2 separate regions of the Ovis aries genome follow, and region 2 is linked to region 1. The links are chromatin contacts, called in public Hi-C maps. All regions are on one chromosome and are shown on one strand. The core of a region is the stretch at or near the end of the contact, and the rest is flanking DNA. Distances in the headings are between cores, read along the strand shown. Region 1 holds the start of CORO6 (coronin 6). Region 2 holds the start of SSH2 (slingshot protein phosphatase 2).

What was found. A called contact is a pair of places that touch in the nucleus more often than the background predicts.
Region 2: a contact with region 1 is called in a Hi-C map of tail adipose tissue, with 4 times the contacts expected there. The contact joins the promoter of SSH2 here to the promoter of CORO6 in region 1. A contact is called at or near these places in 3 of 16 Hi-C or Micro-C datasets (hypothalamus and tail adipose tissue).

Annotation. Positions count from the first base shown.
Region 1 is chr11:20,810,556-20,815,532 of ARS-UI_Ramb_v3.0, forward strand. CORO6 (coronin 6) reads right to left here and starts at 2,330. Exons shown (of 10, transcript XM_015098554.4): 1 at 2,105-2,330; 2 at 673-932. The coding sequence starts at 870.
Region 2 is chr11:21,058,473-21,063,449 of ARS-UI_Ramb_v3.0, forward strand. It overlaps SSH2 (slingshot protein phosphatase 2), which reads right to left and starts at 2,064. Exons shown (of 15, transcript XM_042255464.2): 1 at 1,761-2,064. The coding sequence starts at 1,823. It overlaps EFCAB5 (EF-hand calcium binding domain 5), which reads left to right and starts at 1,725. Exons shown (of 22, transcript XM_042255465.2): 1 at 1,725-1,779.

The DNA of each region.
Region 1 (4,977 bases), core at 1,080-3,579:
CAAGGTGTAGAGGCCAGAATCCAGGTTAAGGTCATGCCTTGGAGTGGACAGCCTATGGGTAGGGATGGCTGAGGGCCTTGAGGCTGCTCAGTAAAGGTGATGGTCCTTGCTTGGCCCTCATCCCTGGAGTATTGGGGGCTCTGGCCTGATATGTCATGTCCGCCTGCCTTTTGCTCTCATTCTACTTCACTGCAAGAACCAGAAAGGGGGAGGCAGCCAAGGATTCTGGATAGAGCCTGACCCTGTCCTCACTGTGCTTCTCCGGGGTGTGATTTAATCCAGTAGTCACCCTGGGCTGGGTACAAAGATCCAGAGGCCAGAAACACGAAGCGGGGTGGCATCAGGAGAATAGAAACAGAAGCCAGCCAGGTCCTGACTCCACTGCTTCCCAACTATCTATCACCCCCTCCAGGTCCCTGCTGGGTACAAGGTGCTGCATGGAGAAGGGATGGGCTGTGTGTGGGTGGGGACCAATGTGATGCTGCTGTTCTGGGAGGGGTGAGGGAGCCTCCCAATCGGTCCCAGAGCAATTGGGGGATAGGGAGCAGTCAATCCACCTAGACTGTCCTCCCAAATTAGGAATGGAGCTAGGTGAGAACACAGGCTGCTGTCCGGAGTCCCCAGGAGTCACAGTCGGTGTCCTCCACCTGCTTCCTTCCCCTCATCCCTCACCTTGGCCAGAGGCAGGACGATGAAGGCACCTCCACCCCCAGCCTCCACAATAATGGCCAGGAATTTGGGGTTGACGGCACAGAAGGAGCTGTCCCATGTGACCTTGGACACACGGATGTCCTCGTAGGCCTGGTCAGCCTTTGCTGCCTGTCCAAACACGTGGCGGAACTTGCTCTGCCGAACCACGCGCCGGCTCATAGCTGGGGGCAGAGATGAAGGATCTCAGTGCCCAGAAATGCTTTTGGTCCTTAGTCCTGTAGCTGTGGGAGGGAGGAAGAGTTGGGGAAGTGGCAAGTGAGAAGGATTATCTTGCCAAGAGTCAGGTATAAATTAATATAGAGTCTGGTCCTAGAAGCAAGGCGTTTTCTTCAAGGTAATTAATATATGGGAGTTCTTCGCTTAGTTCGAGGGACTTGGATTGGGGACCTGACTTCTCCTTAGAGACCGGCCCTTAGACTGGGGCCAACAGTGGAAGCTAACTGGGCCTGAAAGCTTCCTGGACCTTCAAGCGGTTTTGGGAGGAGCCTCAACACCAGGCTGCCCTCCGGCTGCCAGCCTTGGGTGAGCATCTCTTCACCGAAGTGTTTTATCTCCCAGAGGCGTCTTGTCCACAATCAGAGACTTCCTGGCTTAAGGCCATTTGAGGGGCTAGGACTGCAGCCCCCCAAGATTCTAAGTTCAGCATCTCTGGCATAGGTTAGGCGAATGGGGTTTGCCTTTTTCTAAAAATTTGCCAAGGAGGAGTTCCTCCTGTCAGCTAACCTGAGTCCTTCCTGCCCCTGTTCTCAGTTTCCTCCCATGCTGTCGCGGGTCGGGTGGGAGTGGGAGGAATGCGCCATAAGGTAGATGTCCTCCTCCCACCCTTCTCGCACCGGCTTCTCCTAAGAGGCCCTCACCACGGTATTCTGGCTTTTGCCCGCCATACTTCAGTCCCACTTCTCCTCTGGGTCCTCTCTCCTGCTAAACTCTTGCGGCTGGGGTCCTCGAACCCCTCCCCAGGCCAGAGCCGGATTTTCAGAAGTGGAATGGGGAGGGTGAGGTGCCTCTTCTCCCGCTAGGAGCTTGCACTCAGCTCTTCCCCAGGCACCACACCGAGCGCTTCCCAAGCCGCAGCCGCTGCCTCCAGCCCCTCCCCAGCACCGGGCATCCTTGTGCCCTTCAAGCCGCTTCTGCAGCCCCCGGCCTCAGGCCCGGCCTTCGGCCTCCCCGCACCCTCCTTCGGCCCCGGCACTGCGTTCTTGCGAGACGAGGTGTCTGCGCCCTGAGGGCGCGCGGGCCGCTGTCCGGCCAAATATAGACGCCAAGTCCGCCCCGCCCGGGACCGAATTTGGCGGCGGTGGCGGGGGCGGGTGGAGGGAGCGCAGACCTCTGTCCCCTCCAGACACCCCGCCCGCTCCACTGGCTGCGGCGGCGGTGTTGGCGGGGGGAGTACCTGGTCCTGGGCCGGCCGAGGGGTGCTCACGCTGCGACTTCTCTGCGGAGGGGCTTGGCGGTGCGCTAAAGGCCGAGGGAGGCGTCAGGGCGCCGGAACTGCCTCTCCGGGTGTCCGCGGCGTCTGGGGCCCGGGCGTTCGGCTGCGCGCTCCGGCCACTGCCTGCGACTCCCGGGGCCGGGCGCCGCTGCAGTCCCAGCTGCCGCTGCCATCAACCTGCGGAGGCGGGGCCTCCGGCGGGGGCGGGGCCACAAGGCGCCGCCCCTCCAGCGGCGGGAAAGTCGAGCGCCGAACAGGCTGCGCGACTAGTCCGTCGGCCTGTGAGAAGCGTCCAGAGTAATTTTGCATGTGTGCTCGTGAGCTGTGCGTGATCCTTCTCCGGGCTCCGCGCCTACCGGGTGAGCTGGGGAGGCCCAGGTTCCTAGACCTTAGAGCTGGGCGCTGAGAGAGCGAGCCTACGAGGGGGCGCGCTCCTCTTAGAGCCGGCGGCCGCGCGAGATCAGATGCCTTCGCGCTGCATTCCTGCTGCAATCACAGTCCCAATTTAGCCAGTCCCGGCAGACCGGGGCTGTGGGACTGCACGTCCACATACCACGAGGAGAGAGCCCGGAGGATGCTCTAGGGACCCTTGGATGAGGGCCTAGGTTGGCCCAGGGCAGCTGGGAGAGTCCCTGACAGGGGGCTGTGAATGTTATTGTTGCTGTTATTAATACACTGTCATTCTACTAGACATTTCACCCCTTTAGGGAGGATTCCACGGAACAGGGCAGAAAGCAACCTAAAAACCGGGAGTAGGAATGGAGAAAAAAGTGAACACCAGGTTCAAGGAAAAGCAGCTGGCCCAGGTTTTTGGCCATATTTTAGACACTAAACCTGACTCCTCAAGTCTTGAGGGCCTTGTTTGTATTGGTGTTCTACTGTATTCCGGGGAAGCCCCTACCCACCTCCCACTCCCTTCAAGACCCTTGGATCTGAGTATTGACCAAGATTAGTCGTGTCCGACTCTGCGACCCCACGAACTATACAGTCCATGGAATTCTCCAAGCCAGAATATTGGAGTGGGTAGCCTTACCCTTCTCCAGGGGATCTTCCCAACCCAGGGGTGGAACCCAGGTCTCCCTCAGCCCAGGCAGATTCTTTACCAGCTGAGCCATAAGGGAAGCCCAGGAATATTGGAGTGGGTATCCTATTTCTTCTCCAGCAGATCTTCGCCACCTGGGAATCAAACTGGGGTCTCCTGCATTGGAGGCGGATTCTTTACCAGCTGAGTTAGACCAAGATTAAGGAGATAAAAAGAAATCTGATCAAAATGCAGCCAGTGAAAACAATTAATCCCTATAGCTGCTCTTTAAGCAGTCTCACCTGCTGCCTGGATTTCTTCCTTTAGATCATAAGGCCCTGGAGGGCACAGGGGACCAGCAATTACTTCTCATTCTCCAGGAGTGAGTGAGTGAGTGAAGTCGCTCAGTCGTGTCCGACTCTTTGCAACCCCATGGACTATAGCCTACCAGGCTCCACTATCCATGGGATTTCCCAAGCAAGAATACTGGAGTGGATTGCCATTTCCTTCTCCAGGAGATCTTCCCGACCCAGGGACTGAATTCGGGTCTCCCGCATTGTAGACAGACGCTTTACCATCTGAGCCACCAGGGAAGTTTTTCTCTGGACACACCTGGAAATCAATCGAACACAGCCTTCCAGAAGGTAGAGGTCAGCATTAGGGGTAAAAGGAGGGAAGGTGGTGGGAACCTCAAACGGATCACAAGGCTTGTTTCTCAGGAAGAGTCCAAGTATTCAGTGGCTTGTGGGCCAGACACTTGTTATGGGTACTTCAGGAATAATTATGGCATTGGAGAGGGGCATAAGAGTAGTTTATGAAGAATCTCCCTTTTACCTAAAGATTCCGGGCACATGATTAGGAGGGAAAGACCTGAGTGACTCAGTAGCTCCTTAATAACAATAGCTACACACTGTATTACAGACATTACACTTACTAATTCCATTCTGATAATAGTCTTCTGAGATGGGTACTATTATTACCCCTGTTTTACAGATGAGGAAACTGAGGCAGGAAACTGAGATAGTAGAGCTGAGATTCTTACCCAAGAGTTCTGGTGTCTGGGTCAAGCTTTTCAGCACCATGCATTTCTTTTTTTTTTTTTTGGCTGTGCTGGGTCTTCATTGCTGCTGGGGCTTTTCTCTAGTTGTGGTGAGTTGGGGCCTCTCTAGTTGCCTCTCGTTGTGGAGGACGGTATCTAGGGTGTGCGGCCTCAGCAGTTGTAGCTCCTGGACTCGAGAGCATAGGCTCAATAGTTGTGGTGCACGGGCTTAGCTGCTCTGCAGCATGTGAGATCTTCTGAGACCAGGGATTGAACCCATGTCTCCTGCATTGGCAGGTGGATTCTTTACCATTGAGCCACCAGGGAAGCCCAGCACCATGCATTTCTGTCTCTCCTTGAAGGAGAATGTCACTTTGTCTCACAAATGCTGATACCAAGAGTTGCGTTTTATGGCACAGAGGAGAGGACGCATGGACTAACTACAAAACTGGAGTTTTAGCCGTTGCTCAGTCACCCTGTTTTTGCAGCTTTCTTAAGCTGTAAAATGAAGAGGGCTGGGTTAGGTTCTTTCCAATTCTGCACCACTTGTTGGCAGAAAAGCTACGTGACATGCTGTCTCCTACCTTGAAATGGCATTTTTTTTCTTCTCTCCTCTCCTTTTCTCCCCTTTAGAGAGAGCCAGGCACTCCATTCTAGAGGGAAGGGTCTGGGACTAGGAAGCAGGAATCCTTCCATCCATTCTGCCTTCAGTTCCATCACTTGGGAAGTGGGGGAGGTGTGCTCTCCAGGTACAGGAGCAGGAACTCAGATATT
Region 2 (4,977 bases), core at 814-3,313, 250 kb after region 1:
ATCAGGCCTGGTAACCACTATCCTCAAAAGGTTTACAAGAAGAGTGAATTAAGATGGTCTGATGGTATGTTAATAACTTTCCAAAAACTAGTATCAAGTACCACATATAAGAATAACGTATATTAAATTTCCAACCTTATGATATTTGTCTTCAGAAGACCCTTAAATATTTTACGAGCTTTCAAGTGCAGTTATTCTAAAATCATATAATCTTAAGAATTAGAAAGAGCCCTTACACCATCTCCTAGGCCAAAGGACCTCCAGCCTTTTATTTGAACTTTTCTACAATGAGCACTCACTATTTTGCAAGGCAGTCCACCCCACTGTTACAAAGTTCTTCCTTAGCATGAAAGTCTGCCTCCCTGAGCTTCTATCCAAGGATCCCAGCTAGTTCTTCTGGAAACAACACAAGGTAAGGTAACCTCTGAAGTATAATCGCTTCTAGAATTAGGATATAGCTGCCAATTTAGTCACACAGAGTGCAAAAGCTGGCTCAGGGGGGAAAAAAAGGAAACCACCACACACTACACAGCAAAATTTTGAAATTCAGGAAACTATGTTGAAATCACAAACCAGCATGTTTTCAAGATGTCAAAGCACACACCTCAGTTAATATATAAATTAAGAGTAACCCAAATTTTTACAGTGGAAGGTGTTTCTGTGTATATTGAATACGTGTTTGCAAGCTGAAACTACTAAACCCACCAACCTAGTTTTTAAAACTACAATTCTGTAGGAAGTTCCAAACGGTTTTTCTAATTCCTCATATATTCATTCCATCTATTTCCCTCTAAAACATCTGGATTTTTTTTAAAAGATCCCATTTCGCCCCACTGGTGCAATATTTCATTTTAAAAAACAAATATTTCCAGAAAAAAAAAAAAAAGCCTAAAAGAATGGAGCGTAAAGAAGTGGGGGTGGGGCGAAGGCAAAGAAGGGCCCAGCAGGAAAAGGCTGGTTACTGGGTATTTTCCTTCTGGAAGCACGCTTCACTGGCACTGGCATCTGAAGTAACGAGCCATACAAACACGACTCGAGAACAAGAACGATCATGAGCAATGAGTGCGATGCATACATGTCTGTGAGATGTAAATGAATTGGCACTGGTCATCAAGCAGCGCCAGATGCTTCAGGACCTCGTCGAGGAAAGGTGAGAGGTCCAAGGAGCAGAGACTCCCGCCACCCTCTGGGGGAGGGGAGATGGCGAGAAACCTAGGAGTAACTACCGTTCAGCCGTCCAATGAAGCCCAATGGACAGGACACAAGAAAGACAGCAAGTGACCAGGGGGAAGGCAGACGCCCGGAGAGCCCGAAGGGCGGGCGGTGGGTGAAGACGGAACGGGTCCCTGAAATGGGTGCGGGTAAGGGGATGTGGGTGTGGGTAAGGGGCATGGCAGGAGTCCCGGGGTCCTCTCCCTGCAGCAGAGCAACAGAGGGTAAAAGGAAGGGGGAGGGTGAAAAGCAAGAATGACTCATTCCCGAAAGGAAGTGCTCAAGCCAGAGGAAAGCATGCCACAGGGGGCTTCGGGGCGAGGATGGTGAGGCGCTAGGTGCTCAGAGTGACGGAGGCACACATCAACGTCCGGTAGTTCCTGCGGCTCGTCTTTAAGATGGGGGCGTGTGGGGGGTTCGCGGCAGCCGGGTGCCAAGGCCTGGGAAGCGGCGCGGCGCGTGCGCAGTGGCGCTCGGCGGGACCCGCTGAGGCAAAGCGGAGCCGCAGTGACAGAAGCGAGCGGAGCGGCTGCCGGGAGGGGACTCACCGAGGCGCAGGGGCTGGAGGTAGTGCTGGGGGTAGGCGACCGCTGGACCGTGACCAAAGCCATCTAGGCGCTGCTGGGCTGTTCCGGGCAGGGCATTCTTGTCCCGAGTGTGGGGGGCGGGAGGGTGACGGAGCCGGGATGGGGCAAAGGGGTGTGGGGTGGGGGTGAGGGGAACAGGGAGGAGGAGGAGGCCGCGCGAACGGCCGCAGACTCCGCACCCACCACCGGACTCTCGCAGACTGACGCGCCGAGCGGGCGGCTGGCTGGCTGGCGGGCGGGCAGTTCGGCAGCTGCGGGGCACAATGAGCGCTCCCAGTGCGCAGGCGCCACCTGTCAGCAACCGCCTCTCCCCTCCTCGCGCGCCGCCGCCTGGCCGTAACCCTTGAGTTGCCGGAAGGCGGCCGGGTGCGTGCGCCTCGGGCCGCCGCCCCCTCTCGGGGTTTCCCCCCGGGCTCTGGGAATCGCGCGGGTTAGGCTGCTCTGGGGGTTTGAGGGGGTGTGTTAGGGAGCGGGTTCTGCGGCTGGGGAGGGGGTGTCGCTGGAGTCCCCACTCTTGAAGGACAACCTTTTTTTATTCCCGAGGTTGGGCGCACAGCTTAACCCACCTCAGTGAGAAGAAACCGAGGTGAAAATCCTGACGCGAACGAGTTTCCGGGTGGGAAAGGGCGCCGCGGGGTTTCAAACGCTTCCTCTGAGCGCGGATGGGACTTTCTGGGCTAGAGACCTTACCGTTGACCCGGCTCTCGAGGGCTTTCTTCTTAGCTTTCCCACCCTTCCGCTCTGAGTCCATGTTTTATGATGAGACTTTTTGAAAGAAAGAAGGGTTTGTAATTTTATACCCGAGAATCTTCATGGTACCCTCGTGCTTCCTGTTACCCTGGCCCCTGTCTAAGGGCTCATTCATTATTCCTGAAGTGCAGGGAGGCCGAGAGAGCCTGGGGGAAGCCGAGAAAGCTGGGCTCACGGAGTTACAAGGGTCCAACCTGCTATTTACCTCCCACTTGCTTCCTGCTGGGAAGAAATTCTCTTGATTAGACAGGATTTGCTCTTTGGGGTTTTCCTTCTCTTCGTCTCTAGATTTCATTATTTCATAGACACATGCGAAATGTCGATTGAATATTCTAAAGAAATAGTTTTCTAAAAGATAAATCATCAGCTGAACCTAAGCCAAGAACATAATGAAAAATCAAGATTTAAGGGGGGCGGGGGTGGAAATCGCGCCATATAAATACCATAGATTGATTACACAGAGAAACAGAGTTGACAAAGCTATTTCTTAATTTGAGTGGATGTGCTGGTAAATACCACCATACATAACATGTCTGTAAAACGCAGACATTCCGGAGTTTGCAGTTATTAATCCACCGCCTCTTGTTTGTCACTCAAACTCTCTTGGATCTTACTGCTTGTTGTAAATTGGCAGAGCAGCCTTGAGCCCTTTCTGGCCGCTGTATGGTTAAGTGCCACTGGAGCCCTCTGTGCTGAGCCTTTGTTCTCTCCCTGGGGCCCTGTGGTTGAAATAATTAGCAGGGAGGTTCCATCAAGAATCAGACACTGAGGGTCCCTGTACTGTACAGTCCTATGTTGAATGTACAGCAGAGAAGCCAGCTGGTAGGCTTTTGCCCCCTGGTGGTGGTCAAGAGTGCCTGCGAGCCAAAATTAAACAAAGATGTACGGTTCACAGATTAAACAATCTGACTGTGTTTTTCCCAGAGCTACTTGGTAAACAGGAAAAGACCAGACAAAGTTCAGAAGTAAGAACTTTGAACCAAAGCTTAGCAGATCAAACAGGAAGCTATATGCCTAGGCAAGAATTTTACATTGCTGAAAGCTGAATGAACACAAATAAATGAAACATGGCTTATTAACCAAAGTATAGTTCTAGAAAAAAGTGTTATTCAAATTCTGTAAAGCAATTATCCCTCAATAAAAAATGTTTTTTTAAGTGTTACTCAAATCAATAGGTCTTAGTAATGTGCTTCTGACTCAGGGACAGCAACACTGATTATCTGCTTTTATGTAGCAACACAATCTTAAATTCTTTTGGACAATGATAATCTTACAGTGCAAAATAATCTTACAGTGGGAAAGAGCACACCTTAGCGATTAGAGATCTCGCTTCTAGTTCCTGGCCTCTGTAAAACCTTGAGCAAATGGCTTAAAGTTTTTAAGTTTTAGTTTATTTCTTCAACAGAGTTCTAACTCACAGGATTCTTGTTCTCGAGAAAAAAATGTAAAGTGCAATATAAACTATAAAACCCCATGTGTAATTAAAATAATTTTGTTATTCTCTTAAGTTTGTTCCAAGTGCAGTCAGCATTTTCTGAGTATACTGTATGTGTAGAAAATAGATCAAGCAAAAAGGTAATAAAAATATTTTAAAATACATGATTCCATGCCTTTTCTTAACATTAGGAGAAGTAGATTTGTGGTCAAGATATGTCTCATTTGTAGGTAGGTTTAGAATGTCTTTATTCACCACAACTGAGGTGATAAAATTCTGGTCAAAATTAGGATTGTAAGGTACCCAAATTCACATAAGGTTTGTAATAGAAAGCTAATTTATTGACAGGAGAAATATCTTTTCCTGGTGTATTACTTTTTAAGGAAACTAAGATTTGGAAGTTGTTCGCGCATGTTCATTGAGTCATTCACCATTAATTGAGAAAATAGTGTGTATCATATACTAGTCACTGTTTTAAAAACAAAAGTCTGTCTATCTCTCACAGCTTGTTAGCAGTAGAAAATGCATCAAATAATTACAGTAGGCTTTAATGGTACTGTTGTTTCAGTCGCCTCTGCTAGGCCCCACAGGAAATACATACATCTATATATGTATATACACATATATATACATATATATATATATATATGAGGAATCTAGAAATGTACAAAGTGCTTTAGAAAAACAGAGAAGGTCTGGGCAAATGCAGGCTTTATGATATTGGCTTTCAGTCTTTGCCTATAGTCCCAGTACAGCCACATGGTGAACTGATCTGGATCCTTGTGCCATTGGAGTTCATTTAACCCTTGACTTGTATTACCGTTCTTCAGGGGTGAAATTATAAAAGAGCTTTTGCAATTTCTGTGATCAGCTGGTTCTTAAGCTTTGAGAACCTGATGAAAACTATTAACCATCTCCCCAGAAAGATGCACTTACATATTTCACACACACTGAAACCCATTAAGGGGCTCTAGGTTAAGAATCCTGATCTTA